Regions from separate parts of the Mus musculus genome. Here all the other regions are linked to region 1. The links are chromatin contacts, called in public ChIA-PET, HiChIP or PLAC-seq and promoter capture Hi-C maps. All regions are on one chromosome and are shown on one strand. The core of a region is the stretch at or near the end of the contact, and the rest is flanking DNA. Distances in the headings are between cores, read along the strand shown. Region 1 holds the start of Slc1a5 (solute carrier family 1 (neutral amino acid transporter), member 5). Region 2 holds the start of Selenow (selenoprotein W). Region 3 has its middle 5.7 kb from the start of Gm32059. Region 4 holds the start of Meis3 (Meis homeobox 3). Region 5 overlaps Dhx34 (DEAH (Asp-Glu-Ala-His) box polypeptide 34). Region 6 holds the start of C5ar2 (complement component 5a receptor 2).

Evidence for each region. Promoter capture Hi-C pulls out the DNA fragments that hold promoters and counts their contacts. ChIA-PET counts read pairs in DNA pulled down with a chosen protein or histone mark. HiChIP or PLAC-seq counts read pairs in DNA pulled down with a chosen protein or histone mark.
Region 2: a promoter capture Hi-C map of erythroid cells shows a contact between it and region 1, with 4 times the contacts expected there. The contact joins the promoter of Selenow here to the promoter of Slc1a5 in region 1. A contact is called at or near these places in 3 of 39 promoter capture datasets (erythroid cells, liver and pre-B cells), 1 of 115 datasets of contacts at active chromatin or transcription factors (pancreatic cancer cells) and 1 of 9 other capture datasets (adipose tissue).
Region 3: a contact with region 1 is called in an H3K4me3 HiChIP or PLAC-seq map of embryonic stem cells, with 8 read pairs. The contact joins the enhancer-like site here to the promoter of Slc1a5 in region 1. A contact is called at or near these places in 2 of 484 Hi-C or Micro-C datasets (CD4 T cells and natural killer cells), 5 of 115 datasets of contacts at active chromatin or transcription factors (bone marrow-derived dendritic cells, embryonic stem cells, memory CD8 T cells and 1 more) and 2 of 9 other capture datasets (liver and pancreatic islet).
Region 4: an H3K27ac HiChIP or PLAC-seq map of microglia shows a contact between it and region 1, with 6 times the contacts expected there. The contact joins the promoter of Meis3 here to the promoter of Slc1a5 in region 1. A contact is called at or near these places in 2 of 39 promoter capture datasets (both in liver), 1 of 115 datasets of contacts at active chromatin or transcription factors (microglia) and 1 of 9 other capture datasets (adipose tissue).
Region 5: an RNA polymerase II ChIA-PET map of memory CD8 T cells shows a contact between it and region 1, with 8 read pairs. The contact joins the enhancer-like site here to the promoter of Slc1a5 in region 1. A contact is called at or near these places in 3 of 39 promoter capture datasets (hippocampal neurons, liver and pre-B cells), 2 of 115 datasets of contacts at active chromatin or transcription factors (memory CD8 T cells and pancreatic cancer cells) and 1 of 9 other capture datasets (liver).
Region 6: a contact with region 1 is called in a promoter capture Hi-C map of liver, with 7 times the contacts expected there. The contact joins the promoter of C5ar2 here to the promoter of Slc1a5 in region 1. A contact is called at or near these places in 3 of 39 promoter capture datasets (hippocampal neurons, liver and pre-B cells) and 1 of 9 other capture datasets (liver).

The regions. Positions count from the first base shown.
Region 1 is chr7:16,779,252-16,784,228 of GRCm38.p6, reverse strand. Slc1a5 (solute carrier family 1 (neutral amino acid transporter), member 5) reads right to left here and starts at 2,883. Exons shown (of 9, transcript NM_009201.2): 1 at 1,754-2,883. The coding sequence starts at 2,328.
Region 2 is chr7:15,920,078-15,925,054 of GRCm38.p6, reverse strand. Selenow (selenoprotein W) reads left to right here and starts at 2,684. Exons shown (of 6, transcript NM_009156.2): 1 at 2,684-2,803; 2 at 4,582-4,606; 3 at 4,697-4,750; 4 at 4,938-4,977. The coding sequence starts at 2,775.
Region 3 is chr7:16,049,370-16,054,346 of GRCm38.p6, reverse strand. No RefSeq gene overlaps it. Among named protein-coding and RNA genes, the nearest start is that of Gm32059, 5.7 kb to the right of the region's middle. Within about 2 kb of position 2,281, at least 341 of the 459 cell types and tissues checked have an H3K27ac peak or open chromatin away from gene starts, as enhancers often do. A contact at or near this core is called in bone marrow-derived dendritic cells, embryonic stem cells, liver and 4 more, where this site is marked.
Region 4 is chr7:16,172,351-16,177,327 of GRCm38.p6, reverse strand. It overlaps Meis3 (Meis homeobox 3), which reads right to left and starts at 1,933. Exons shown (of 13, transcript NM_008627.4): 1 at 1,761-1,933. The coding sequence starts at 1,772.
Region 5 is chr7:16,202,291-16,207,267 of GRCm38.p6, reverse strand. Dhx34 (DEAH (Asp-Glu-Ala-His) box polypeptide 34) reads left to right here. Exons shown (of 17, transcript NM_027883.3): 8 at 1,087-1,280; 9 at 1,770-1,871; 10 at 3,165-3,401; 11 at 3,521-3,694; 12 at 3,979-4,096. Among named protein-coding and RNA genes, the nearest start is that of Dhx34, 17 kb to the left of the region's middle. Within about 2 kb of position 2,312, at least 25 of the 459 cell types and tissues checked have an H3K27ac peak or open chromatin away from gene starts, as enhancers often do. A contact at or near this core is called in memory CD8 T cells, where this site is marked.
Region 6 is chr7:16,241,862-16,246,838 of GRCm38.p6, reverse strand. C5ar2 (complement component 5a receptor 2) reads left to right here and starts at 2,685. Exons shown (of 2, transcript NM_176912.5): 1 at 2,685-2,816. C5ar1 (complement component 5a receptor 1) reads left to right here. Exons shown (of 2, transcript NM_001173550.1): 2 at 1-94.

The sequences.
Region 1 (4,977 bases), core at 1,634-4,133:
CAGGGGCGGGATTGAAGGTGGCACCATGCCAGTGGTGATGCATGCCTTTCCAGCACTCAGGGGACAAGAGGCAGGTCAGGGATTTCTGAGTCCCAGGAACAGAGAAACCCTAGCTCAGCAATCCCTCCCCCTGCCCGGGAAAAAAACAAAACAAAACACCTTAAAAGAAAGTGGTCCTGTGCGGGAGACTGGGGGGTCAGGGGAGCTAGATGAAGATTCCCAGCATGCATATGGCAGCTTACAACGACCTCTAACTTCAGTCCCAGGGAATCCAATAACCTCTTTCGGCATCTGCAGGCACCAGGCACACATGTAACGCACACACATACACGCAGGCAAGACACTCACACACATAAAATAAAAGCGTAAAGAGTATCCAGTCCCTCGTGGGTTGTATGTGTGCCTCCCAGCTGGTTTAAGGCCACGCGGGCTTCTCAGTGCCTAGGTTTACATGCTTGAAAGCTGGGCGTGAAGTATCCTGGCCTAGAGAGTGTGAGTTCCAGCTGTTTTGAGCTTGCCTGGGAGGAAAAGCCTCAGCTCACAAACAGCCTGAAGGTGGGTGTGCCGCCTCGCCACCCAGGGCAGGGCCCAGGATCCAGCTAATCTCCATCAGCCAGAAGGCATCCTCAATACGGACACCAAGGGCACAACCCTTCATGTCATCCCATACGATGGCCCAGAAGCAGAGGATGCCCGGTTTTCTGACTCACGGTTTCCACATCCCCACCACCCCACCCACCTCACTTCTCTCTTCCTTCCAGGAAGTCCCCAATCTGAAGATACTGAATCAGAGGCCCTCATGGCAGGACCACGTGGACCGGGAGTCTAGAGTCCTCCAAAGTGGGAAGGGTACAAGGATAAAATGTCACTCTCTGCTTTGGGGAAGGCACTGAAGGGGACATACAAGAGGAAATGAGATGGTAGGGCAGGGAGGGCGAAGGCACCGGAAGTCTGACTGCCTGGCCCAGGTGAACCAAGTAGGGTTAGAGGGAACAAGAAGCTGTGTTCCGGGGACATTCGAGCACACTCCTATCGCTGGGAATCAGGCAGCCTCTCACATCACCATTGGGCCTCCACCGGCTCATAGGAGTGAAAAGGTCACAGACCCTGGGTCCAAATCCTTATCCAGGAGCCTCATCTCTGCCCCTCTGCCACAAAAGAATCCCTCCAGAAGTTTGCACAACGTTCTTGTTTGTTTGTTTTTGTGGTTCTTCATAACTTTCATGGGGGGGGGGTGGCTCTTCTTAGGGCAGTCCTTGTATCTTTTATAACACTTCCCTTGCAAGCCAAGGAAGGAGGCCGAGGCAAGAGAGCAGCCTGAGATACTTGTAGCAGACTTGTTTTCAGTAAGCTAAATGATGCTCCTTCATCCCAGCCACTAGGGTGATGGAGGTAGGGCGCTAAGGAGAGTTCAAGGACAGGCTTGGCTGTACGAGACCCTGTACTGTCTCCAAAAAGCGTAACAAGACTAAGAAGGCTTATTATTTTTCCTTCCTCTAAAAGCCCTCCATGTTTAGGCCCGCCCCCAAATTTGGAGAACTTCCGTAAAAGTTCACCCTTCCAAGATGTTAGCGGTCCTGTCACCGTTACCTTATTTTCCTAGATTCTAGAAGGCATGACTCAATCTGGAGGACTCAACCTTGGTGACTAGTGGCGGCACACACGGGTAATCCCTGTACTCAGAGGGGGTAAAGCAGAAAGATTGCACGCTTGCACTGGCCCCTAACCACCCCACTGCCTGGCGGGAACGTACCTCACGAGATCTAGAAAGGAATCCAGCACCTCTTTGGTTGGTGCACTGCGGGCACAGGGGTCTACAACAGAGTCGTTGATGGAGGTGATGGCGGTAACGGCGGCGCCCGGCTTCAGCGCCAGGGCCAAACCCACGCCGAGCGCCGACGCGAGCAGTGTGGTGACCAGGAAAAAGAGCAGCGCCCAGGCGCCCACACGACCGAGCGCGCTAGGGTCCAAGCTGGCTGCACCTCCGATCAGGCTGCACACCACGAGCGGCAGGATGATCATCTTCAGCAGACGCAGCAGCAGCTCTCCCGGGAAGGCGAAAGCGGTCAAGCGCGCGGGACCCAGCGCGTCAGCACCGCCCGCCGCCGAGACCCCCAGCCCCAGCCCCACGCCAGCCACCACCGCAGCCACCGTGAGCAGCACCAGCAGGTTGGCGCGAATGCAGCGGCGCACCCGGTCACGGGAACCGCAGCAACCACCTGCTTTCGCACTCTGGTCCTCTCTGGATCCCAGCGCGGGGCCACCGTTCGCGGTGGAATCCACCGCTACTACCCCTTTGGGGTCAGCCTTAGGGGGATCCACTGCCATGCTGAGCCGTAACAGGGAGGTTCCTTGTGAGCCTGGAGACTAGGTGTGACGTCCTTAGGACCGAGAATGGAGGCTGAAACTTTGCAGCGGTCCTTGAAGTTATGCGTCCACCGGATCTCGGAAACTGGAGGGTCCTAGGCTCCCTGAGCTGTATGCGGAGATCCCTTTATTTTTCCTGGTGATGTCGAATCCCCGAAAACTGGGAGTTGAGAGCGCCTTGTTGGAGTAGGGAACAGCTCTTCAGAGGGTTCTTTGACTCCCTGAAGGAGTAAGGAAACTCAGGTAGCTGAGGTCTTCAGGAAGCTCAACCCAAGTGGCATAGATCCGGGATGCCTTGCTCCGGGAGACCGAGATCCCAGGATTAGGACGCCTGGCTCTCGGACTCTTGGGTACTGGAGCCCTAGAAGGAGTGGACCGAGCGTTTCGGGCTCTGGAGAGAAAAATCAAATTTCCAGATGCAAATAGGAAGCAGCCCGGGGGATATGGAAAGTGGCGCCAAGGAGAAACCTCCCAGGCCGCGCCGCGTGTCTCTGAGGCTGCTAGACGGAAGCGACCAGGATTAAAGGCGGAGGGGCGTGACTTGAAAAAGCGGAGGGCGGGACTTGAAAAGGCGGAGGCCGTCCCGCAAGCGCTGATTGGTTATGGAACATTCGGCGCCAGGTGGCGAGCGAGGGGCGGAGCCAAGATCACAGTGGGCAACCTAGGGTGAATAACAATGCATAGCCAGGGGCGGGGCCGGGGCAAGGGCATCGAGCCAGAAAGGGTGCAAAGCCTCCAAAAGGGGCGGGGCGTTGGGAAACTATCCAACCCACACCCACCCACACGCACCTCACCACTGGTCAAAAGAATCTAATTGTGGATCATATCTGATATTCCACAGAAGGACCCCTAGAAAGGGCAGACAGATGAGTGGCACACACCTTTAATCCCTGCTCTCAGGAGGCAGAGGCAGGCAGATAGATCTCTGTGAGTTCAAGATCAGCCTTGGTTGGTCTACAGAGCGAGTTCTAGGGCTGCCAGGGCTACATAAAGAAAAAGAAACCCAGTCTGTAGAAACAAATTGGGGAAAGGGAGGGAGGAGGGGCCAGTAGGCCCCAACATTGAATGTGGGGGATTTGAACTCAGGCCCTCATGCTTGAGCTGCAACCCAGTCTCTTTCCTCAGATAGTCACAGATTGGGTCCTCCCCACAGGAGCATGGCACATGCAACACACACAAATAAACAAATATATAAATAAATGTAGCAAAAAATATTTAAATGGCCAGTTCACCACAAACATTCTTAGTTTAGACACTGTTACCCATCAACTGTAAGAATAACAGACTTAGAGAGGAGGAGGAGGAGGAGGAGGAAGAGGAGGAGGAAAGAGGTCTGCTGAATCCAGAATCTTTGGGACATGTAGGGTGGGGAAAATGAGGCTGAAGTTTGTGGATCAGGATTGGCTAGGAGCGTTCTGCCCCACTGCCTGCCCCTAGTAAGAGAAATACTCAAACTGGTTCCAGCCAGCTCTTTGGCCCAACCTCCTACCCGGATTCCTTGTGATTTCATCAGTGGGAGAAAGGTCTGGGGCTTCCCAAAGGGTGAAGCAGGGTAGTGAGAGGCTGGGCTGAAGGAGGAGGACAGCCAAGAGTCCCTTCCTGAACTCTGTTGACCACTTGAGAAACGCCCTGAAGAATGGCTCTTTTGGAAAGTCTGGAGCTTGCCTGGAGGTGGAGCAAAGGAGGCTACAGGGCTCAGTCTGTTCTACCAGGCGCTCACCCGCAGCTCTCAGGACTGCAATCCCAACTATGGAAGGATTCCAAGGTCATGACCAGCCTGGGCCACAGACATCAGAGTAAAGATGGGAATGAGGGGCTGCTGGGAAAGGCTAGCCTGAGAGAGGGCAGGGAGGGCTTGTTGGAGAAGGAAGCAGGGTTTCTTCGTGTGACTCTGACTATCCTAGAACTTGCTCTGTAGACCAGACTGGCCTTGAACTCCAAAATCCACCTGCCTCTGCCTCCCTGCTGGTATTAAAGGCATGTGCCGCCACCACCACCACCACCACCACCACCACCCGGCTCCATCATAGCTTTTGAAGGATAGTGTTGTTAATTTTTGAATTTACTGGAAAAGAATGTATTATTATCTTTTCTCAAAGAAGGGAGAGAGTGGGGAGAAGGAAGGAAGGGAAGGAAGAAGCAAGGGAGGAGAGAGGCAGGGCAGATCTATTAGAATCCGACATAACACGAATGGCTGAGCAATAAACCTTTGCTTCTGTGTTTTATTTCATTTTATTTTATTTTCATCTTATTATTTTACATGTATGGGTGTTTCACAGGCATCTGTGTCTGTGTGCCATATGTGTCTGATATCCCTAGAGGCTGAAAGAGGGCATTGAATTGGTTAGATCTGTAGTCACAGATGGTTGTGAGCCGCCATGTGGGTGCTGTGAAGTGAAACAGGGTCCTTTGGAAGAGCAGCCAGCTCTCCAGCATCTAAACCCTCCTCTTTGTAACCCAGCAGGCAGTGGGGACCCTTTGTGATTGCTGTGGAACCTAGTCCATACCCACTGAAGCAGCCTGGCTAGCGCGTGGAGGGATGTGACTGCAGGCTCCCCCCACCCCCAGATCACAAACGACGACTCTGAAACTGAATTCTTATGAATAGTT
Region 2 (4,977 bases), core at 1,435-3,934, 860 kb after region 1:
TGTCACAGCTTGCTAGCAATCCAGGCGTGGTGAACATCCATAGTGCAAGTGCCACAGATCTCATACTGAGCATCGATAATGCAGGCTTGAATTTAAACCTCTCACAGAGTACACTAGATACACACTAGAGACTCCTTGTATTTTGGAAGCAAGAAGAGTGGAATCTGATTCCTTTTTCTAGAGTGCATGAAAACAGAACATTCAATAACATAAAATAAATACATCTTTTAAGAAAAGAGAGAAAGCTTCGCTTTCTGTAAGCAGACAGGCAGTTACTTTTTAAGGGTGTGTGTGTGTGTGTGTGTGTGTGTGTGGTTCCTAGTGTGTTTCAGGTGTGTTGTGTGCTTGGAGTTCATGTGCTTGGGAGTTCATGTGCACAAAGTGTGTGCAGTGAGTACTCTCAGAGGTCAGACAAGTGCATCAAAGTCCTTGGAACTAGAGTTGCAGAGGCTTGTGAGCTGTAACGTGGGGGCTGCAAACTGAACCTAGATTCTCTACAAAAGTAGCCAGTACTCTTCACCACTGCGCCATCTGTTTAGCCTGTGCGTAATTCACCTACAAGCCGAGTAGCTCCAGCCGTGGCCAGTGACCACCAGAAGTGACCCCAGAGCTGTGGGGTCAGTTTTCTTTTCAATCCTCAATGTAAGCCAGCTCTGCAGCTACCTGATCTCAGATTTCTGCCCACCAGGAGCACGAGATGAGGTGTGTCTGCAGTGTAAGCCACTGGGGTTAGGGCACTTTGTAAGGGCAAATAAACTGGTACAACTTGTGTCGAACACAAAGCAGACTTTTTCCAGAAAGAATTGTTTTTCCTCCATGGTTGCAGCTGATTCTTGGAGGAAAAGCAGGACTCGGGGTGAGAGGGCTAAATCAGCATGTGTGAAGGCCCTGAGACAAGAATGTGGCTAAGGTCCCAGTGGTCCCTGTCACTGGGGTGTTGGGAGAAAGGGTCAGAGGGGCCATCCATGCTAAGGTTTGGGATTTTGTTCCAAGGGTGTTGGGAACCACAGGAAAACTCGGGACTGTGGAACATTTATTCTTGACCCTTGACTCAGTCTCTGTTCCTGGTTCTTCCAGACTGACTCTTTATTCCTTTTCAGACTGTGGTCACAGGTCCTCCGTCTCGAGACAGAGAGGCTGCGACACTGAATTTAGCCTGTTGGAGATGCCCAACGAGGACACAGAAGGTTCCTGGTTATCTTCACTGAGTTCTCCCCACCACACACAGCAGATTCTGGCTCTCATTCTTTCCAGGAGTCCAAGTGCATGAACAAGCATCCTTTTAGGGAAATACAGTTTTCTTACTGCTTTTAGGCCTCTGAATCCTCAGTTGCCAACGCACTCCTATGAAGTCAAATGGGGAGTGAATGATTCAAATTTCATTTTTCTGTGGGTAGAATCACAGCCCATCATCTGTGTGCAGGGTAGGGTACTGATGGGGAACCAGAGGGCTAGGTGGGAAAATTTCCTTATTTGGTCCCTAGTTAACCATTGGCGGGGATAGCCGGTTGAAGTCAATTAAAGAAGTCAGGTGACAGATAAACATCTCTGCTGGTGAGCCATCCTTGGTGGTGGTGGTGGTGGTGGTGGGAAAGTAGAGAGAGGGGAGGGAGGGGGTGGGCATGCCATTGCCGTTTGTTCATAGGGTGTGGAGGATAAGAAACTAGAGAGCAAAAAAATTCTGTGGGAATGACTATCTCCTGTTATCTGTCCAGCTTTCAAGGAGGAGAAAGTGAGGCTCAGGAATCCTAAACTCAAATATTTTGTCCACTTTTACCTTTTTCTCCCCCTTGAGACGGTCTCTCATGTCTGTCCTGGAACGCTCTACGTAGGCTAGACTGGCTTCGAACCCACAGAGATTTCTTGACTGCTGGCATTAAAGGCAACGCCTGGATTTTTTGTTTCGAGACAACTGCTCATGTAGCCCAGACTAGCGTCAAACTCCCTGTGTAGCAAGGATAACCTTGAACTCAGTCCTTCAGTTTCTTCTTCCCAAATGCTGGGATTACAGGCTTGTACCACAGCCCCCAGATAACAGTGTGCTAGGGACCCAAACTAGGGCTTTATACATGGTAGGCAAGTTCTCTACCAACTGCGCTACAGTCCAAGCCCCATTCCAGGACTTTCTATATATCCTTCTGCTGGAAGGCAGCTGGAAGGGAGCGGGAAGGCGCAAAAAGAGGGGTTGCATGGTTTTGGGGGTGCGCAGGGGGTCTGTCGGTGGTGAGACAGCTGGACCTAAAGCGCACACTGGGACTCCTAGTTTCAGTTTTCCAGACCTAAGGTTCATTTAGTCTGGTCCAGTTAGCGCTGGGGAGGAGGGATCCATCCCAATTGCCTGTCTCCCAATGCGTCGATTTCCCTGCCCTGCCCCTCTCAGCCACTCTGTAACTGAACTTCAGTCTCAACCAATTCTCTGCCTCGAGCCACCGCCCTGAGGACTGAACCATTATGGCATAGAGAAGGGACGGCGAGGGGCTCTCAGGTTACTGGTCCCAGAGACGCTGTCTATGGAGACAACCCCAGATATCAAGAGAACCCCAGATATCAAGATATCATGGAGTCTTGCGTTGAGGTTCGCGCCCCTGGCCACAGACCCCGCCGTGCTCCGGAACCTCGGTCCTCCCGTAGCTCTGCCCACTCTCCACCCCCGCACTTGGTTTGCTCTGACTCGTGAGGCAGTCGGCTGTGCGCACGGCCCCACGCTCAGAGCTTGAGGTCCTTGTTGCTTGTGGGTCGGGTCCTCGTGTTGTGCGGGGATGCGACGTGCAGCTATGGCGCTCGCCGTTCGAGTCGTGTATTGGTAAGTCCGGGTGACTGCAGTTCCCCCTTTTCCTGCTCCCGGCTCGTTGTGCCCTTTCTCTGCTCCCCAACCTTTGTGCCAGGAGACCCTCTCCCACCCTTTTCTTTGCCCCTCCCCCTATCTACCAGGGTCTGGTAACCGAGTACGATGACTGTATTTCAGACCCAAAGGGAGGGATTTCCAAGCGGGTGGGATGGAGGTAACAGAGACTTGAGCCCGATCCCTGGCATCTGACATCTGAGTGACATCTCACCAGTGAAAATGGAAACTGATACTTGGGGCCACTTTGAACACGTGACTCAGCGCTGAGGGGAGGGGAAGGGTAGCATCGGGTTTCTCTGGGGACCTTTCCTTCCCGACAGGCTGTTTCCCTTCCCCCTCACTGAGCGGCATGAGTTAGAGAATACAAGGTGTGGTGTAGTTGGGGGTTTACTCATAAGCGCTGTTGGGAGGTCTGGGGATGTCCCGTACCTGGATTGTAGTGTGAGTTAACAGTGGTCGCACCTCCCAGTGTGTACATGAAAAGGGCGAACTGAGTCACGGAGTGGTGGTGTTGATGCACACTTTTAATCCCAGCATTCGGAAGTAGAGGCAGGTAGATAGTTCCAGGCCAGCTAAGCTGCTTGTTAGAGGCAACCGGGGTGATGTAGTAAGACCCTGTGCCCCGAAAAGAAAAAGTAATATAGGATAGATTGTAGGGTGAGGGTGTAGCTCAGTGGTAGAGTGTTTGCATGAGATGCACCAGATCCTGGGTTCGGTTCCCAGCAATACAAATAACAAAACAAAAAACTCTTACTGGTTTCTGATCAGTGAGTGCCGGTGCTGTTAACCCCAGTTCTTTTCTGGCCTCAGTTTCCCCTTCTGTAGTGTGAAGGAGGTGATGATGTTGGTTAGTTACCTGCCAGCGCTATTAATTGTGCCCCTGCTAGAGGCAGGCGTAGAAAGACCAGCCATTTTCTCTTGATGACTTTTTCCTCCATCTGCATCTGATAATCAGCTGGCTTGCAGTAAGTGATTGAAAAGTGCTTGCTGAATGGATTCTGCACCCCTGAAGTCCATTGAGGGGCTCTCCAGCCATTCTGTCTCCATCTTACAGGGGAGGAAACTGAGGCTGGAAATGAGGCAGGGCCAGCCTGAGGTCCTACTACCGATAACCCTGTAACTTGAATCTGGGGTCCGTGGTCCACCTAGCTGGGTGTGGCCTCCTCCCTCCCAACCCCCTTGAGGGGTCTGATCAGGCCCTAGTTATCAGGATGTCTTTCAACAGCCTGCTTTGATAAATTGAGGCTCCCATGAGGCCACTGCACCAGATTCCAGGCCCAAAATGGCCTGAGGTAGGGGACATGGGGTTGGGGAGCTTATGTTTTGTACTGGGTGCTGGAGAGAGCTTGGATTCCTGAGTGACAGCCAGGCGGGGGAGGGAGTGGGTGGGTGAGATTCTACTGAGGCAGCATTTGTCCTAATTTACTTCCCTGCTTCCCTCCCCATTGGCATCTCTATGTGGAACCTGTGATCTCTTTGCCATCCCGCCTCTCCATCTTGGCTCTTTTGTTTGGGGTGGGCTTTCTATGTATCTTCGCACTGTCGCACACATCTCTCTGTGTGATGAGCACATCTTCCCCTCTTTTGAGGGTCTTTGTTACCTCTGCGTTCTCATCTGGATCTCTGTCTCTCTTTACCTTCATCGCACTGCTATTGCCTGCCTCCCTTGGGTACCTGTCCTGCCTTGGATCCATGCTGTCTTGGTGGGCTGCGACAACCCTGGATTCACCTGACAGTGGAGCTTGAGGCTATAAGCCCAAGGTGAGTGAAGTAGGTCAGGGTGGGTAGGGTAGGGGGGTTTGCTGGGCCTGGCTGTGATAACCCCACCCCCACCCTGTACCCTGTCTCCAGTACCTCCAGCTCAAGGAGAAGCTAGAACATGAGTTCCCCGGATGCCTGGACATTGTGAGTCTTAGAATGGGCATAGGATCATGACGTGCCTTGTTTGTCCCTTGGGACTGGGAGGCAGTGGGAATGGGTTAGGCCAATCCTCTCTATCCTTTTGCCCTATGTTCTTCACTCCCTGGGATGTGATGGAGAAAGTATCCCAGAGAGGTCATCTTAGCCCCGTCTTAATGCCTTATTTTCTCAGTGTGGCGAGGGGACTCCCCAGGTCACCGGGTTCTTTGAAG
Region 3 (4,977 bases), core at 1,032-3,531, 730 kb after region 1:
CTCTATTTCTCAGGTTCTGGGATTAAAGGCGTGTTGATTGAAGCCTAGCATGGGCTACAGAAAAAGAACCTGTGGTAGAGCTCTTGATTAGAAGACACAAAATCCTGGGTTCAATCTGGTGCATACCTAAGGTTTTAGTGCTCGGGAGGTGGAGGCAGGAGAATCAGGAGGTCAAGGCCAACCTTGACCCTATCTCAAAAGAATTGAAAAAAAGTAGTATTCAATGTTTAGTATTATCTGTTTTCAGGCATCCACGGGAGGCTTGGAACGTGTCCTTTGAAGATGAAGGGTCTGACTCCTCCTGTTATTATAAAGCCACTCTCTTCTGCCCCAGCTGTGATGGCCCATGATGAATAAATACATCCCCTGTGTAGTTTTCTCACTCAGGAACTAAGACCTGGTCTTCAGAAGTTAATTTATAATAAAAGTAACAATAATTTTTATGTTCTTAAGACAGGCTTTCTCTACTTAGTCCTTAGTGTCTTGGAACTCATTAGGTAGACCAGGCTAGCCTTGAACTCACAGAAATCTACTTGCCTCTGCTTCCAGATTGTTGGGATTAGAGGTGTGTGCTACCTTTATATGTAAGGTGTGGCTTAAATTTGTATTTTGTTTATTTTAATTTACAGCATATTTATTTGAGTAGATGCTACAAATTTCTAACTTTACAAAGTTACAGAACGAAGTGGGCAGTGGCGACCCAGACTTTTGATTCCAGCACTGGGGAAGACTACAGAATAAGTTCCAGGATAGCCAAGGCCACACAGAGAAACCCTGCCTCTAAAAACCAAACCAAGCTAAAACAAACAAAAACAGTTACAAAATGAGCTAGGATCCACCCAACTCCTGTCCATTCATTTCCATTTTGTAAGTTATTCTGTGCAATTCATCAGCAAATGATTCGTGTCCATTTTCATCCATACTTTTGGCATTTACAGAACTCCCCTTCTCCCTGAGTGGTTGCAAAAGCTGTTGTGTCACTTTGCGGTTTCCTTGTTTATTGCAGTGACTTCCTGTCCCACTGTGGGCCAGGATCATAGCTGATTTCAGAGTTTTTCATTGTTGGCCAGCTAGGTTGCATCTGCTTTTTAAAACATAGTCATGGTTTTTGTTTTATTTTGTTTTAGGAATGTTTACAAAAACGTGCGCCTCAGTTTCTTGACTGGCCTTTATTAAGGAAGCTGACAGAAACCCCAAAAGGATTCTTCAGATCCAAAATCCCCTCATTAGCGTTTCGGTACTCTAAGAGCTGTCAGCCGCCGGCCCCGCCCTCCGAGGCCACGCCTCCGAAGCCCACCCGCTCGGGCCGATTCAAATGCAGCCAATAGAAGCGTGTAAACAAACATAAGCCACACCCACTACACGAATAATTTCGAGCACCAGGGCGCGAAGCCTATTTTATCTTGTGTGTGGGGGGTAGAGGTGGGGCGGAGCTGTGGCCACGCCCCCACATGCGGCCAATCAAAGGCCAGACTCCGCCCCTCGCACTTGCGGTGCTGAGGACCCCAGGCCGGGCTGGGCTAATCGCTGCCTGATTTTGCTGCCGGATTACAGCGCTCCGGTCTTGGCTGTCCTCAGAAGGGGTACCTTATGGCCACAGTGGAAGGGTATAGCTAGAGGACAGAGACTACGAAGGAATCCCCTTCTCTTCCTCCTCCTGGCCACCAAGACCCGGGCCCTTGGAAGTCTCGTAAAAACTTTCTCTTCTCACCCTTATTTAAAGCAACCTGGAAAGGCAGGAGTGTTTCAGGACGGGAGTCAGGCTTTGGTTGTTGAAGTGTTATATGCAAAAGAAAAAATGCACCAATCGTGTGCCATCAGTTTCTCGGATAATGAAACAATTGGGGCGCAAAGTTTGAAGCTTCCATTGCCTGACAGGAGCCGCGGGGAAGTGTTTCTACTTTCAGTGGAGGAAGCCATTTATTTAAAATCCGGAGGTGGGGAGGTGGAAGAGGGGCTGACGAGGTGGCTCAGTGAATAATGGCGCTTGCCACCAAAACTTGATCTGAAATTTATCTCCAGAAACCACGTGTTGGAAGGAGAGAAACATACACACACTGAAAAATAGAACTGGAGATGTGGTGCAGTTGGTACTTAATCTACTATCTAAGAAGCCCTGGTTTTCACAGCACCATCCAGGCGTGGTGGTTAAAGCTGTAATCCCGGAAGGTGGAGGCTGGGGGGTCAGGAGAGTTCCAGGTCCGCCCTAGGCTACAGAGCAAGACTGAAGCCCACCTAGGCTATTAAGCGGATGCTATTGACACCGTCTGTAGACAGATGGCGCTGACGAGGTTCTCCAGGGTAGGAGCTGGGCTGTAGTGAGCTGAGTTTCTGAAAGGCTCAGGGCTCTGATAAGAGCTAAGGCATATGCAGAAATGTGCGGAAAAAGGCTGGAGGAGGGTTCAGAGGACAAGATGATGTCAGGCCCTTCGGGCAAGGCAGTTCTCCAATATCTGGCCTTGTCCACAGCAAGAACACGGGGCTTCTACCTTTTCTTTTCCACTATACTATCATAATTAAAACTGTCAGCCTAGCCTGGTGGTGCAGGTCTGTCATCACTGCAGCTAAGGAAGCTGAGGCAGGAGGATAGCAAGTTCAAGCCCTGAACTTTAGCAACTTAGACCCTGTCAATATAAGAAGTGAAAAAGAAGGCTAGGGATGGTGACTTGCTGTGTGAGACCCTGGGTTTAACCTGCAAAAGAGGTTTGAAAGAAAGAAAGAAAGAAAGAAAGAAAGAAAGAAAGAAAGAAGCAGCAGCCATCTGAGCTCTTTTTTTATTTTTTATTTTTTGGTTTTTCGAGACAGGGTTTCTCTGTGTGGCCCTGGCTGTCCTGGAACTCACTTTGTAGACCAGGCTGGCCTCAAACTCACAAATCCGCCTGCCTCTGCCTACCGAGTGCTGGGATTAAAGGCGTGCGCCACCACTGCCCGGCACCATCTGAGCTCTTTAAAAAATATTATTTCTTCATCAAGTAAGGGTCTCATTATGCAGGCAGGCCTTGAACTCAAAAAGACCCACCTTCATCTGCCTCCCAAGTGCTAGAACTAAAGATGTGCTGGGTCATGTGTAGCCCAAGTGAGCCTTAGATTTGATATGTGATTGACTATTGTTGTTTTTGGAAATTGATTTTTATTTCGAACTATGGTATTCTTGTTTGAATATATACACGTTGAATTCCAGTGCCTAAGGAGGCTAAAAGAGGGTATCCATGCACTCTTCTGGGATTGGAATTAAAGGCTGTTGTAAGCTGACATGGATGCCGGGAACAGTCCCTGGGTCTTCTTGTAAGAGTAATTCAAAGTCTTAACCGCAGAGCTATGTCTCCAAGCGCTGATCCTAAACTTTTGATGCTCCTGAATACATTCAGAGTGTTGGGGTATAGGTGTGCAGCCCACTATGCCTAGTGTATGTGGACCTAGGATAAACTCTAGCAACTGAACTGTGTCACCAGCCCCACAGTGCTTTTTGAATACCTTGGGCTCTTGTCACTAGCTTGGAAGCCTGGATGGGCTTTCAGGGATGCTCAGGGAAAATAGCCATTTGATCTCCCAGGTCTGTGCCAGCTCTTGCTCAGCTTGGGGGCTGGCTTGTCTTGGCTCCTCCACACCCAGCCAAGGACTTCCAAGTAGCGTGTGTTTACAGCCCTCGCCTAAGCTAAGAGGTCTGGGGTATTCGTCATAGATAGTATCTTTCCAGCAAACCTTTGTTTTTGAGGCAAGGTCTTGTGTAGCCCAGGCTTTGAACTTGCTGGACATCAGAAGATGACTTTGAACCCTCAGCTAACCTTTCTTGTATACTAAGTGCTGAGTACCATCATAGGGGTAGAAGATATACCACAGTGCAGAAAGACCCAGAACCTAGACAGACATGGTAGCACAGCACTTGGAGGAGCTGGGGCAAGGAAATAGCCAGCTCAAAGTCAGCCTGGGCTATGTAGCAAGACCTCTTTCTCCAAACACTAAATTAAATGAAATCTGGTGCTTGTAGAGCATGATCTACATGTAGAGAAACTGAGGCTGTAACTTGCTTGCTCCTTGCCTCACCTAATAAACTAAGGTGGATGCGAGGCAGGAAGAACAAGGGAATGCATGCCTCTCACTGAATTCCTGATGCAGCTAGTTAGAACACGTTTCCCATGTGAATGTATAAGCTCATGTAAAGTCAACCCCTTGACCTCAAGTCATCTAGCTCTTTGTCCTGCTTTAAGTTCTGAGTTTTCCAGTGCTGGTAGCTCTGGTACAGACAACCAAATGCCACCCAGGTCAGGTCATTTTGCACAGAGGACATTTTCAGCAGAGGGTTGGGTCCCACTTCCTGGATGATCTTGGACAAAACACTTCCCTTTTGGTGAAAATGGAGGCTAACCCTTTCTCCTTTGGGCAAGTCCTGAGACTTTTTGAGACAAACTCTCCTGTAGTCCTCAGGTAGTCGAGGATGACCTTGAACTATTGATTGTCCAGCCCACATCTCCCAAATGTAGTGATTCTGCACGTCCAGCCCCCTTGGGGCAGTTCTGATCGGAAACATCCTCAGGTCAACTCATTGGGCCAACTACACAAAAATAAAAGCAGTGTGCACAGTGCTGGTTTCCCAAGCGTGAAAGTTGAACACTCAAGGCTTCACTTCTGCAATGGAGTCTACCACGTCACCATATAAAGGGAGCAGCAGGCACTTTCTTTTCTTTATGGTCGCTCTATAAAACCGGCCCATCACATTTTAAAAAGACACCAAAAACATTCATTATAAGCATAGCGCTCAGAGGACAACTTGTTGGTTGCCGTTAGATCTCTCTTTCTACCAATGTGGCTCCTGGGGTTTGAACTCATTGCCAGGACTGGTGGCAAGCGCCCTTATCCACTGAGCAACAAACTTGCAGTCAGCGTTTTAGAAAACAGGAAATAGAGGCACAGACAGATGAAATAATTTACATCACCTCACACAGCAAGTAAGTAGCAAAGGCTGATGTTTAGCAGGAT
Region 4 (4,977 bases), core at 684-3,183, 610 kb after region 1:
TCACACAATGTGTACTTCAGTATTCAAGGATCCCAGCCTTCGCAGAATCACACAGAGCAGTCCAAGCAGGCATGAGAGTCCTGTTCAGGACCCCAAAGGGACATCTAGGAAGGAGTTGGATGGCTAGGAACTGAGGGAGAGATAATGGCAAAGAAGCATAGAGACAGAGATGTTGGGGGAACCAGCCAGGGAGGGAGAACAGCGAGGAAAGCACAGGGTCTGACAGGAGGTACAACCTGGAAAAATCCAAAAAATTCACCTGCATATGCACAGCTTCTTCCTATTTATTTTACAAGTGTATGTTTTATTTTTGTAGTATTGGGTTCCAGGGCCTGGTGCATCCTAGCCAGGGGCTCTACCACTGAGCCACGCCCCCAGCCCCTCACTGGGGGATTCAAGGCAGGGGCTCTACCACTGAGCCACGTCCCCAGCCCCTCACTGGGGGATTCTAGGCAGGGGCTCTACCCCCGAGCCACGCCCCCAGCCCCTCACTGGGGGATTCTAGGCAGGGGCTCTACCACTGAGCCACGCCCCCAGCCCCCTCACTGGGGGATTCTAGGCAGGGCTCTACCAGCTTTGTTTGGTTTTGAGATAGAATCTTACTTTGCAGCCCATGCTGGCCTGGAACTCAGAGCAATTCTCCTGCTTTGACCTCTGGAGTGCTATTACACTACACACCTCTGAATGTCTTAACAATTTATCACATCCAACATGTAAATTCACCATACCCATATCCACACAGAGTTGGGCACACAGCCGACATGCACATGCATGTGATACATATGCACATGTATGCTATAGGGTAGGTTCTCCAGAGCATGCAGGCTTAGAGCACTACACCCCGAATTGCAAGAGACAACTACACACACACACACGCACACACACACAGAGAGAGAGAGAGAGAGAGAGAGAGAGAGAGAGAGAGAGAGAGAGAGAGAGAGAAACATTCACATATACTTACACAGAGAGACAGAGACAGAGACAGACAGACAGTCAGTCAGTCAGTCAGAGCGCACCTAGCACCAAGTTGGAATTGAATGAATGAGGAAATGAAAGACATTTAGCACAATCAGACAACAGTCAATAAATACATTTGGGGGAGGGTAACCCTATTCTACCATGCAAACAGTCCCAACCAGAAACAAGAGTATAGGAGCCAGATTTCTGGGTCCTCCTGTTACGGAATCACAATGGGGCAGCAGGACCTTTGATCTCCAGGTAGAAGACGGTTCTTAGCAGTGGGGAGACTGGGGCGCCAAGAGGCAAAGGGCTCACTGGTATGAGGCAGAGGGTCCTGTGTTCTCCAGCCGACCTGGGCGCACTGGGCCATCTGGGTGGCTGTCACTCCTCTTTTGCTTCCGCAGGCTAACTTCTCTAAGCATCCTGAAGTGAATTCACCTGCTCCCAGCTGCCCACCGTGAACCCAGACGATGGGGTCTTTACCTCCTGCCAGGTTCGTCTCCAAACCTCCCTACACTCAGGGCTCGCATCTCTCCCCTGCTCTCCCTTGTCTGGCAGCTTGGTGAGATGTCCCACCCCTAACCCCAGGGTGGGTCTCAGACAACAGAAGCCTGGGGAAAAGCAGACAGGAAGAGGGTAGAGATGGGGAAGACCCAAGAGATAGAGGGAGTAGGGGAGGGGGGGTGAGGGGGAGAGAGTGACAGAGAGGAATAGAGGGAGGGGCAGAAGGAACTCTAAGGGGCAAAAAGGGACATTTAGAGGCAGAAAGAGGCTCAGGGCGGGACGGCACAGTCACCTACCCTCCGGGCCATGAGCCGGCGCCGCCTGTCCTGGGCTCGGGAGGTCACGGCCTGGAGCTCATCGCGGCAGGAGGTCCCCGAGGTCCCCGCCGGGTGCCAGGGTCTCCGAGTGGCCAAGACCCGCGGATCGCGGCCGAGGGTGGCGGCGGCTCCTCCGCTCACACGGGCCCGGCCTGTGTCACATCCGGAAGTTCACGCGGAGACGCTTAACCCGCTGTCTGCCGGAGCGGGGCCTCCTCCCGAGCGGCCCCTCTCCTGTCTTGTCCCTCCCCTCTCCTCTGAGTCCCCTCCTCCCTCTCCTTCTCTGCCTCCCCTTCTTCCCTCCGTGCTGTCCCCTCCCTCCTCCTCTCCTCTTCCTGGACTCCAGGTCTGCCTCCACCCACCTTGGCCTTTGTATGTCAGATTCGCGGGGTCTTGTGTCTGGAGCTTCCCGCGGTCCCCACCCTCCCTCTTGGTCCTCACTGCTTCTTGCTCTCTCCCTGCCTGGCCGCCAGGGGTCTGCAGTAGCTTTTTGCCCCTCCTCTCTGGTCACTCTTCTGTCTCTGTCTCTCCTGTCTAACCATGAGACGGGATTAAAGCAAACCAGGCACAGGAAAGAACCAAGCTTATATTTTCGTTTGTCTTCTTGCTCCGTTTCTGTCCCTTGTCTCCCCTGGGGGGACAAGGGGGCTGTCGGCCCGAGGCTCCAGTGTGTGTCTAGAAGTGGCAAAGTATTGAGCTGCTGTGCTTCCCTCAGGGATGTGTGTGCCTCTGTCCTTCTGAGCCCTGTGTTCAGGAAGGCCCTTAGCCTGGATGAAGCCCTCTCAGCTGCCCCTAGGGGAGCAGCCTGGGACCTCCGAGCCTTGCGGGGGTGGGAGGGTGGGGGTGGGGTGGGGTGTAAATCGTGGGTCTAGCCACTGAGGCGGTGCAGACAAAAGCTGTCAGTCAAACCCCAAGACAAGCTTTGGAGTGAAATTCCAGTGGCAAAAAGTAATTGTGCCGGGTGTGTGTGGTACTCAGGGAGACTGAGGCAGGAGGAGCATGAGTTGGATGCAAGCCTGCTTATACGGTAAGATTCTGTCTCCAAAAACCAGAGGAAAAGAGGAGGATGTGGGTTGGGGGAGGAAGAGGAAGGAAGGAAAGAAAGGGAACCTGAGAAAGGGACAGAGAAGGGAACAGAATCAGAGAGAGAGAGAGAGAGAGAGAGAGAGAGAGAGAGAGAGAGAGAGAGAGAGAGAGAGAGAGAGAGCGCAGAGAGTGGAGGCAGCTGAGAGCCTGCTCACTGACTCTCTCACTGTTGGTGGTGTGAGCCCCGCTGGGCTAGCTGGAGGTACATTTTATGACTCCCATAAACAGGCCTCGCACTCCTTCATCTTCTCTGCTGGAAATAAAACAAAAGCCAGGGCAGGGGTGACAGGTGGGGAGGGCCTGAGAGGCTATGGAGGAGGGAGGACCCTGCTTCTTCTCAGCTCCTCTTATTGTCCTGAGTGTGCCCCTCTTTCTCCTCACCCTGTTCTGTCACCTGGGACACCCACAGATCCTGATGGAGTCCAGACCTTTCTCTAACATGCCTTTCACTCTCTGCAACAAACCAGGGCTCTAGATTTCAGGGGGCCTTGCCTGACTGTGGGCTTATCACACTGAGTGGGGTCCCCCTTCAGGTTTCCCCACTTTGGCCCTTTGAGGCTGGCGGGGAGTGGGGTTAGCTACACACATGTACCCCAACATAGGTACTGTGAGGTAGAAGATTAATCGAAGTAACTTTCAATTAAATGTGTAAAGACCCTGCCAGCTCTTCCCTCCCTGACTACCCTCATTGGAGATTTGTGGAGGGGAACACAGCAGTCTAGGGTCACAGCATTGATTTGTGTCTTGGGGCAGTCACCTTTGTCCTCATGGGACTGGATTTTTGGGTAGGGGGATGGCAGGGTCTCATGTGACCCAGGGTAACAAACTCTCTATGCAGTAAAGGGTGACCTTGATGCATGATCTTCCTGCCTCCCGAGTGCTAGGATTCATTGCTGTGCCCGATTCAGAAGCTGAGCCTGAGCCAGGGAGCCACCTCACTCAGTCTAAGGTGGAAGGAGGGAAAGGGGTGGACAGAGAAGGGCATGAGGGCGTGGTGGTGACAGAAATAAGAGGATGTGTGTGCCCACAGAGAGCTGGCTGCTGTTACTCTGAACAAGAACAATCTAACAGTTCCCAGCAAGAAGCAGGGGCTAGGGCTCGTGGGCATAAATCTTTTTAATTAATGAAAGGGACTAGTGGGGGGAAGATGGAGAGTGTCTGGGTGAGAAATTGATAGGAGAGGCGGTGACTTCGGGAAGGAGGCTGGCAGAGCTCACACGCCCCAGTCTAACACATCTGCATATATTTGCACATGTGTGCCTGCACATGTACACACACACACACACACACACACACACACACACACACACACACACACACACACTCTGTGTATGTGCACAATCTCTGGCCTGTTCTCCCCTGAGCTCTAGCCAACTTGATATGGTTATTTCCCTAACATGATGCTGGGACCCTTTCTCTGGGACAGGAGGGGCTGTGGCAGCCAGAGGGGGCTTATTGACTAGTGTCCCCTCTGGGAGGGTGGTGTTTGGGCCACTCTACATGCATCTGGATGGAGCTGGGGAACTGTGCTGGGCTCTGCTTGTGTAGCTGCTTGGGACTGCTCCTGTGTGACCCCACTTAACCCAGGGAAGGGCCCCAGACTGCATCCAGCACCAGCCCTGGCTGAGAGCATGGAGGCCCCTAAGTCTTCCTAGCTCAGACTCTCCTACCTGGCCTCAAGCCATGGGGACTGTGACTATGTATCGATTATACCCTCAAGGTTCTCAAGGGAATCCCAGAACCTCCTTTCTGTCTCTTCCTCTCTTTCTTTCTCTCCAACTGTCAGTCTGCCTCTGTTTCTGTCTCTCTCTGACTCTCTCCCCCTCCCTGGTGTGTGTGTGTGTGTGTGTGTGTGTGTGTGTGTGTGTGTGTGTGTGTGTGTGTGTGCCTCCTCCTGTTACTCTATCTCAGACCTGCCATCTGCCTCTCTGATTTTCTCTATACCCCAGGTCCTCTCTGCCTAGCCTGGCTGCAACAGAAGGCACCATTTATCTAAGGAGCCCTCCTCACTGCAGGCCTGGCCATCCATCACAGCAGGGGTGACTGGGGCAGCTCATTTGTCACCTGCAGCCTGCTGCCCTCCCCTCTGGCCCCACCAAGCAATCATTCC
Region 5 (4,977 bases), core at 1,063-3,562, 580 kb after region 1:
TTGTGGTTCCATGTTCCACATCCTCTCCTGTGGTGGGTGTGAGTCTGTGACCCACTTGTCACCTGGGGGGAAGCGAGCATGTGCAGTGGCAGAGCAGAGGGCATGTGGCACAGATGGCCCCCGATGGGCTGGCTCTGAGTGGCTCACAGTGAGACACAAATGGTCTTGGGACGGTCCCGGGAAGCCCATTGCTGGGTCTCATGGACACAAAACAGGTGAATGATAGGGACCGAGGGGGATCTCGGCGTGCTGGGGCCTCATGCAGCCCTGGGTCTGACTATTCAGTGCCTCTCGCTCCAGGGAGCAGTAAGGAGAGCAGTGTGGATGTGTAGGCATGTGACAGGGGCAGGCAGACAGGGTCTGAGCTCCCAGAAAGTCCACACAGGTCTCCAGAGCCCGGGGATTCCCAGCTCCTCACTGATGGGCACAGGTATATGGACACGTGTTTCCAGTGTGCCTACCCATAACCTTCCCTGTCCCACATCACCTTTCAGCCATCCATTTCCCCCTTTTTTCCTACTCTTGCCTCCCTCCTCCCCCCCTCCTCCTCTTCCTCTTCCTCCTCCTCCTCTTCCTCTCCCTCCTCCTCTTCCTCTTCCTCCTCCTCTTCTTCCTCCTCTTCCTCCTCTTCCTCCCCACCCTCCTCCTCCTCCTCCTCGTCAAACTAAATGAAGGCTGTGGCCAGTTTTATTCTGCTATAAGCACAGTCAGCACCAAGACAAACCAGGGCAGGCTGTGTGCAAGTCTTACTAGGGGAGGAGAGCTGTGGCCACTGGGAGCCAAGGAAATCAAGCCAAGGGAGGCTGGTGGAGGTCAGGGGTAGCTCAAATTTTTGGCCAGCATTAAAATGGGCCCTATGAGCTGAAGGAAGGAACTCCGGTCATGATCTCTAGTGGAGAGATGGGGAAACAGAGGCTCTTCCTTAAGGTTCTGGGACCACAAATCTCAGCTTGTAGGTTTGCATCGGCCTGTTTGGTTCCTAAGGCTCTTTGTGAGCAGTGGAGAAGGAGGTGAGAGCAGGGCCCTTGAGTGCCCCAGAGCAGAGAGCTGACTTTCCCGAGGCTTAGCTGCCCCTGCTGTCCACAGGGAAGATGCTGATCCTCGGCTCCATGTTCAGCCTGGCAGAGCCTGTGCTCACCATTGCTGCTGCCCTCAGCGTCCAGTCACCATTCACCCGCAGTGCCCAGAGCAACCTGGACTGTGCCACTGCCCGGAGACCGCTGGAAAGTGACCAGGGTGACCCCTTCACACTCTTCAATGTCTTCAATGCCTGGGTGCAGGTGAGGCTGGGCTGGGTGCCTTTGTCATTCAACCCCACTGGAGGACCCTCCAGCTGTGCTGCTTCATGTTTCTGAGCCCTGAGTCTACCCAAGGAATCTCTGTCCCTGCCATTCATGCTCTGGTGCCCAGGGTGGGGGTGGGGGTGGGGGTGTGGCAGCCAGTGCCCAGCCCAGGATCCACAGGGTATCCGACAGAACCCAGTGCTATCTAGAGAAAGGCCAACCTTCCTGGGGGACATTATATACCCAGTCTACCATTCCTGAGCCCTCATCAGTGGCAGTTCAGGGGGAGGACCCAGGACACCTAACCCAGCATGCTGTCTGGGTGCTCCTGTCGGGGTGCATGAGCTCTGGGGCTGAGTCCTGGAAAAAGGATAGGAGGGTCCCTTAGAGCGGCCCCCAGCCCGCCCTGCTTCAGAGGCTCCCGTGCTGGGGCTTGCTCCCACAGCTGGCCAGGTCCTCACTCTGAGGTGTCTGCCCCTCAACCAGGTGAAGTCTGAGCGGAGCGGAAACTCTCGAAAGTGGTGCCGCCGCCGGGGTGTGGAGGAGCACCGGCTGTATGAGATGGCCAACCTGCGGCGCCAGTTCAAGGTGAGGACCAGACCCTTCTGGGTGACTGGGTCCCCACCACATCACCGTCCCACAAGGGGAGCAGGACTGGGGCAGCCTTGGCAAGGTGGCAAAAGCGTGGACCTTGGAGAGTGTTCTTGGGGAAGGCACACGGGTCACTGGCTGTATGGCATCCTAGGGGAGAGGCTCACCTTGGCCCCAGGCTGCTGACCTGCAGCTCAGGGTGAGTGTTGGGGGCGGGGGGGGGGGGCATTCAAGGTGACAGGACAGCCAATGTGTCTGCAGCCCAACGTGGCTCGGCTCGTTCTCACAGTGTGGTTTCCCCTGAGGCCCCGCCCTCCACCACAACCCTTGGGCCTTAGCTTCCCCTGGAAATTTCCCCTGGAAGATGAAAGTAATGACACTCTTCAGTCCCAATGGGCAGATACAATAGCTCTCCAGCTGCCGCCTATGTTCACGTGGCAGGCTGTGTGGGCAGCGTGTCACTGTGGTCACTGGAGGTGAGTGAGGACAGAGCTGTGCGCTCCACTGTTGTGTGGCTTCAGTTCTGTGTGCCTCTCTCTGTCACTTACAGGAAGCTCAGATACACTGAGCTTTGTGGTGGTCTGTAGCATGGAGGCAATAGGAGTTCCTGGGGTAGCCCATGGCCTCGAGGGCAGGTGGGCCAGTTAGGACTCAGAAACCTTGCTAGGCTCTCAGTGTTGGGCTCAGTCATTCCTTGCCCACTTCTGCAGCTTCCAGAGCTTTGGTTCTACTCTTGTTGACCTTGAACCCAGGGCCTTGTTCATGCTAGGTAAGTGCTTTATCACTGAGTAGAAACGTCCAGTCCCTCTTCTCTTCACAGGGCCTTATTAAGTAGCCCAGGCTAGCCCCAAACCCATGATTTCCCTGCCTCAGCCTCTTGAGTGCCGGGATGACAGGTATGCATGGCCAGGTCTGGCTTGAGATTAGGTGTTCCTGACAGGTTCCCAGGCATAACCCAGCTTTGAGAAGAATCTTGTGGGACCTTGAGGGCCCCATGCTAGCCCTCAAGTGAGCCTGCAGGCAGCTCTGGGAATAGCTGCTATTGACTCTCCTGTGAACCATCTGTGCCTGACCAGATGTTCATGAGTAAGAGCTGTTCCCAGGGCACAGAACTCAAGTCTGGGGCCAAGGACTGACCTCCCCGCCCCCCGCCTCCACAGCCTTGGGAGGTATGGGGTGACCCTCACTCTGCACTGAGGAGAATATACCAGGAAGTTATCACATACCAGCCTGTGGGCCTGAGGCTGTGTCAGCCCAGAGCCCACTCACCTGAGCCCTTCTTGTTCATAGGAGCTGTTGGAGGATCATGGATTGCTGAGTGGGGCCCAGGTAGTGGCCCCAGGGGACAGCTACAGTCGGCTGCAGCAGCGCCGAGAGCGCAGGGCCCTGCACCAGCTGAAGCGACAGCATGAGGAGGGTGGGGGACGCAGGCGCAAGGTGCTGAGGCTGCAGGAGGATGGCTGCTCCAGCGATGAAGAGGACCGAGAGGGCTCTACCTCCCAGAGGGCTGACAGCGTTGACATCCAGGTGGGACGGCCATGTACGGGGCCAGGGGCATGAAGGGGCATGGGACACAGGAGACACAAACACCTTCTAGAGCAGGGGTCGGGATCCCTCAGAGCCACCACGCATTCTTGCCTTTGCAGGATGTGAAATTCAAGCTTCGGCACAACCTGGAGCAGCTGCAGGCAGCTGCCAGCTCAGCCCAGGACCTGACCCGAGACCAACTGGCCCTGCTCAAGCTGGTGCTCGGGCGGGGGCTGTACCCACAGCTGGCTGTGCCCGATGCGTTCAACAGTGGCCGCAAGGACTCAGACCAGGTAGACTTCTCTTTTAACGTGTTTCCTCAGCACCCCCTGGGTTCCAGGGAACTTAGTGTGACAGAAAGACCCTTGGCTTTGTCCTTGGGTTGCTCTGCACACTAGCCAGAGGGGACAGGGCTGGAGGAGGGCAAGGCAGAGGGTCACACCCAGCTTGGGCAGGAATCTGGAGGACTTGGTGAATAAGGAGAAGGACTTTGTCCCAGGGGAGGAGAAAGGGCACTGGGTATTCCGCGGGACAGGTCGGGGCCTCCTGTTCCAGTGCTTGCCTTTGGCCTCTGCAGATTTTCCACACGCAGGCCAAGCAGGGCACCGTGCTGCACCCCACCTGTGTCTTTGCCAACAGCCCTGAGGTATTACACACACAGGGGCAGGAGGCCTCAGGCCAAGAAGGGAGCCAAGGTACAGTGACCCTGGTGGCACGTGACAGATGGTGGCACCTCCAACTCAGGTCCCTCACTCGGGCATTCCCAGGGTTCCTTCCCATCCCCTATTTGTGCTGTGCTGTGGGAGGGAAACTCCAGGGAAGGCTCACCAGCCCAGCGGGCTGCAGACAGCACACTGTGCTGAACTTCCAGGCCGCTTCCTGAATCCAGCCAGTGAGACACTGCCGTTAGCACTGTGCTGGTTGGGAAGCGGGAAGCGAGAGCCTCAGCTTGGCCCTGAGGAGGGAGGTCCCCCCAGCTCTCATGCAGACAGGCAGCAACAGGCAGAGCCACAGGGGCCCCTACAGGCCAACTTCGAGAGCCAGCTCAACGCACCTTGGTGTGGAGAATGGGAGATGGTCACAGAAAAAGACAACAAGGCTTCGGACTGGCAGAGTGGAGGGCAGAATGAACGCTGTTAACCATCGTGACCAGGCTGTGGCCCTCGCTGCTAGCATTTCCTTCCACCCTACCTCCCTTTTCGTCCTCAGCTTCTCTTTTTCTCCACTTTGAAAATTTCCAACCGTATGAGGCAGTGATGAGCTGTGGATGCCCTCGAGAACCCTCAGCAGTGGTCCCAGTCCCCAGCCTTGTTTGTCCCCTCACTAGCTACCTGGAGGGTTGGGTTCATTTTTCCCTTGTTGGTCTTTGCTGGAACCTCGTGTTTTTACAAATAATACTTCTACATTTATTGTGTGTGTGTTCAAGGGCATACATGTCACCGCAGGTACCGCAGGCAGAGGTCAGCCTGACGGAGTCAGCTCTCCTACCATATGGGTCCCGGGGAATTGAACTCAAGTTGTCAGACTTGGCAGCAAGCGCCTTTACCAGCTGAGCCACCTTACCAGCCCTTGCCAG
Region 6 (4,977 bases), core at 1,436-3,935, 540 kb after region 1:
TGTGGGAGGTTCAGGGGCCAGAATTGAGTTTTAGAACCCAGCCTGGCTTACCCAGGGAGACTGTCTCATGAGATCCAAATAAACAGTATATGATGGAAAACACTGGAGTTTAGCTCTGCTAGGCCCTCTCTTCTTCCCAGTGGATATGTGACCACTGGTTGTCACATATCACAGACCCAGCCTACCTGTGTTCTGCTATTCACACTTTCTATATGATGACACTAACCTCACTGAATTTTTACAGGCTCCATGCCTTGGCATTTATTATTTATGTATTTATTTATTTTGAGACAGGATCTCTTTACATAGCCCTAGCTGTCCTGGAACTCACTATGTGAACCAGGCTGGCCTAGAACTCACAGAGATGGGCCTGCCTCCATCTCCTGAGTGCTAGGATTAAAGACATGAGCCACCACATCCAGCTTTATTCTATGTTTTGTATGGCCTCTATGAGTTTGAAACATTTAATCAATTAGTTAGTTAATTAATTAATATATGAGATGGGATCTCATGTAGCCCAGGCTAGCCTTAAGCTGGTTTTACAGCTGAGGTGGGATTATAGGTAGTCCTCCTGACTCCCAGTTGTCTCCCTCTTGTGGCTTTTCTCATTATCGGTCACATCTGTATTGCCACAGCTGAGCTTCTCACCCACTGACCCATGCCCCAGCTGTCCCAAGAACCTCTTCCTCCCCTTGCTTTTCCATTCCAGGAAAAACCACACTGGCAACCTGCTCACCCAGGCCCTTTCAGCTGCCCCATCACAGACCCAGCCCTCCCTTCTTACCACACACCCGGCTCTACATCCTGCCCCCCCCCCCCGCACCCCCCCCCGCCTCCTTCATGCCTCTCCCTTCCCTTGATCTCCTGGTTGCCCAGCACCTCTTCCAAGGACCATCCTGCTCCCATCCTGTCTTCTTGCCAGGTGTCCCCTCCTTAAGGGAGTCCCCTGTGACAGCCCTCAGTTTCCCATAAGCACCCTACCATCAATCTTTTTCTCTGGCTGCGATTGAGCTTCCTGGTTCAGGGAGTAAGTAGTAGGTAGGGATTCACCTCCTTCTGGCCTTGCTGTAATGAGATGCTGTTTTAAGGGTTGGGCTGAGGGCTGGGGCTAGGGGGTGGGGTGGGGTTAGAAAGACGGATCAGTGATTAAGAGCATTTGATGTTCTTTTAGAGCAGCGGTTCTCAACCTCTGGGTCTCAACCTCTTTGGCAAACTTCTGTTTCCAAATTATTTACATTCCGATTCATAACTAGCAAAATTACAGTTTTGAAGTAGAAATGAAAATAACTTTATGGTTTGGGGGGACACTGCAGAGTGAGGAACTGTATTTAAGGGTCATAGGTCGTAGCATCATGAAGGTTGAGAACTACTGTTTTAAAGGATTAGTTCAGTTCCCAGCATCCACATAGTGTCTCCTAATGATTTGTAATGGCTGCCTTGGACACCAAGCCCACACATGCTGGACATACATGCAAGCAAAACACCCATACATATAAAATTATATATAATATGTAAGCTGGGCCCAGGATACAGTGTTTCAGTTCAGTAGGTAGCATGCTGGCCTAACACGCACAAGCCTCTGGTTCAGTCCCCTGCACTGAATAAAATCTCCAATAGTGGTTGGGTGTGGTGGTACATGCATTTAATTCCAGCACTCCAGACACAGATGCAGGCAGACCTCTGGGAGTTTGAGGCCAGCTACTTAGTGAGCTCCAGGTCAGTCCAAGTGAGACTTGGTTTCAAAATAAAACAAATATATACACACAAAGAAACTAAATCTGCATGGTGGATTTAGGAGGTAGAGGCAGGAGGCTCATCTAGTCAAGGAGAGTTTGTGGCTAGCCTGGGCTACATGAGGCCATTCTGGGCTACATGAGCCTCTGTCTGAAAACACAAACAAAAACAAATGAACAAACAAACAAACAACAACAAAAATCCCAGCCAGGCTTGGTAACAAGCATTTGGGAGACGGCCATAGGTGGACCTCCGTGAGTTCAGGCTGCAGAGAGAGGCCAGTTTAAAACCAAAACGAGACAAAAAGGGATGCTCAGTGGTTTAAGAGCATTGGCTGCTGCTCCTCCAGGGGACTGAGGTTTCCTTCCCAGAACCCACAGGGCAGCTCACAACTGTCTGTAGCTCCAGTTCCAGGGGAGCTGATGCAGTTTCCTTGCCTCCACAGGCATGGTGTGTAGCACGCAGATATACAGACAAACCACTCATGCACCAAAGGCAAAAATAAATTAATCTAAAAGAAAGGAAGGAAGGAAGGAAGGAAGGAAGGAAGGAAGGAAGAAAGAAAGAAAGAAAGAAAGAAAGAAAGAAAGAAAGAAAGAAAGAGAAAGAAAGACAGGAAGGAAGGAAGGAAGGAAGGAAGGAAGGAAGGAAGGAAGGAAGGAAGGAAGGAATTGGACATACAGCAGGTGGTGGTCATGTTGAGAGACCCCCACCCCAGGTGACTCCCAGGCAGGTCAGGGTTAAGCAACGCAGCTCAAAACAGAAGTTTGCAGAGTCCAGGGGATTGCCAAATGTGTGGCCTGTGGAATCTGCTTATGTCAACAGGGTTGGAAGGGGAAGTGAGCAGGAAAGGAAGTGGGCTGAGAGCTTGGCGGACTCTAGTGTGTTCTTTCTCCTCCCCCAGCCCCAGCCTTCTGGACCCTTGGGTCTTACACACCTATCTGTTCTTCAGATGCAGGGCTCCAAGGCCTGGGGCCAGAGCCGCCTTCCCTTGTAACGGTGACCTCCGGGAGCTCACATCCAGGAAGCTGTTACATTGCAGTAGAGTCTTCTGGGATGAAATATGAGGGGCTGGGAGACGGGTCAGTGAGTAAAGTGTTTGCCATTTAAACATAAGGATATGCGTTCCAGCCCAGGCTATGGATTTGCCTGGTACAGAGGCACGGTGGGTTGTGTTTGTAACCTCAGCACGGGAGAGTGAGACAGATGGATCTCTAGGGCTTGCTGACCAGCAGGCCTGGGTTAATCAGTGAGCATCTAGAGCAAGTTGAGAGCCTTGGTCTCTAAACACAAGGTGGAAGGAAAGGGAGGGCCCTGGAGAGGTGGTTCATAGGTACCGCTCTCAGCAGCAAGCACTCTCACCTGAGGAGCCCTAGCCCTAGCTCTACTACTGAGCCACACTCCCAGCCCCTCATTGGTGAGTTCTTGGTTCTGTTGAGCCAGGCCCCCAATCCTTTGCTGGAGGATTCTAGGCAAATATCCTAACACTGAGCTGTGCACTGCTCCAGACCTTTTATCATCTTGGCACATCTGTTGACCAGGTAAGTCTCCCATGTTGAGGTGTGGAGAACACTGAGGCCTTTCAGGATGAGAGAGAGAGAGGAGAGGCCTGCATCACAGAATCTGTAGTGCCTTGACCCAGAAGCAATTTCCTCTAACAACATGACTTTATGCTCTAAATATCAACAGAAGAATTTGTGACCGCATCCTTCTCAGCCTTAAGCAAGGCTCAGAGAGAAAGACGACCATCAGGAACTGCTGAGTGACGAGAGTCCATGTCAGGGTTGAGGCCATGTCCTGCTCGGTGTCCTAAGCCTGCACCATGCTGTAGGTGTATAGTTTAAGACAGTGTACTCTAGGGCACACTTTAATTCCCACAATTGGGAAGCTGAGGAAAGCAAATCTGTGAGTTTGAAGTCACTCTGGCCTACGTGAGACCCTGTCTCAAACCCAACCCAACCCAAATCAAACCAAACCAAACCCAGCCACTATAGCCAACTTCTTTTTTGTTCTTGTCATTACTACTACTACTACAAATAATAATAATAAATATCTAATAATAATTTTCACTTTAAATATCTGTGCACATGGGCCTGTGAGAGTCACAGTTTGTATTTGAAGGTCAGAGGCTAGCCTTAATTCTAGAGCTTTCCTTTCTACTTTGAGACAGAGTCTCTTGTTGCTTGTAATGGCAAAGGCCAGCTGGCCCACGTTTCCAGGGATTTTGACTCCCTGGCTGTCTTCCTTTCTGAACGCTGGCATCACATACATATACTACTGAATGTGGCTATTATATGGGTTCCAGAACTTCAACCTCAGGTCCCCATGCTTGTGTGACGAGCACATTCCCCACCAATCCACCCATGGGGACCGGACAGATCTCTCCCGTGAGCTCCCCCTTGCCTCTGCCTCCGGAGTGCTGGAGTGACAAGCATGTTCTCCTATGCCTGCTGTCTTCCCATTTTACAGGTAAAAAAACCAGAGGCCCAGAAAGGGGACAGGATTTGCTTATTTTGGGGCATGTGGGGGTTTGAGACAGGGTTTCTCTATGTAGTCCTGGCTGTCTCTCTGTGACTCTTGGCTGGCCTCGAACTCAGAGACCTGTCTGAGTGCTGTGATCAAAGGTGTGCGCCACCACTGCATGACAGGACTTGCATTTTATGTTCCCCGGAAACCTCAGGCCCTGGGCTCAGCTTCTTGATCTTTCTGAGGAGGGTTCATTCTGGGCTATCATCCTCACAACATTTGAGGAAGGAAAGATCTTTAAGAGTCTGTGGCTGGCAGGAATGAGAGGCAGAGAACAGCGCAGCCGGTCAGTGGAGGGTTAGCAGGCCGCTGGTGATTACTGCAGAATCTTAGGGGTCCTTTAGTGCCAAGGGTGGGTGGGAAGTGGTTTCAGAGATAGCCCTCCAGACCTTGCTGTTCAAAGCCCACACACCTCTGGCTTCCAGGAAGCTGATAGTAGTGAGGCTGCGGGTGGAGGCACACACTTTCGGCTTTTCCGACCTTTCTGTCTGTGGGTTAATTTGTGACTCACGGGGAGGAAGAAAAGACAACTATTTCCCTGGGGCTAGCGGAGGCCACGCCTGTTTTTCCTGGTTAAGAAGGTTGCGCAGGGTCCTCAGAGAATCCCATAGGATCTGGGGAAGGGTTGCATTGCTGAGACTCAGGCCCGCTACTGTCCCTGGTGGAGAGACTCTGGGCTTCCTTGCGGCTGCTGAGGTCTGCTGTGCTTGTGCATTC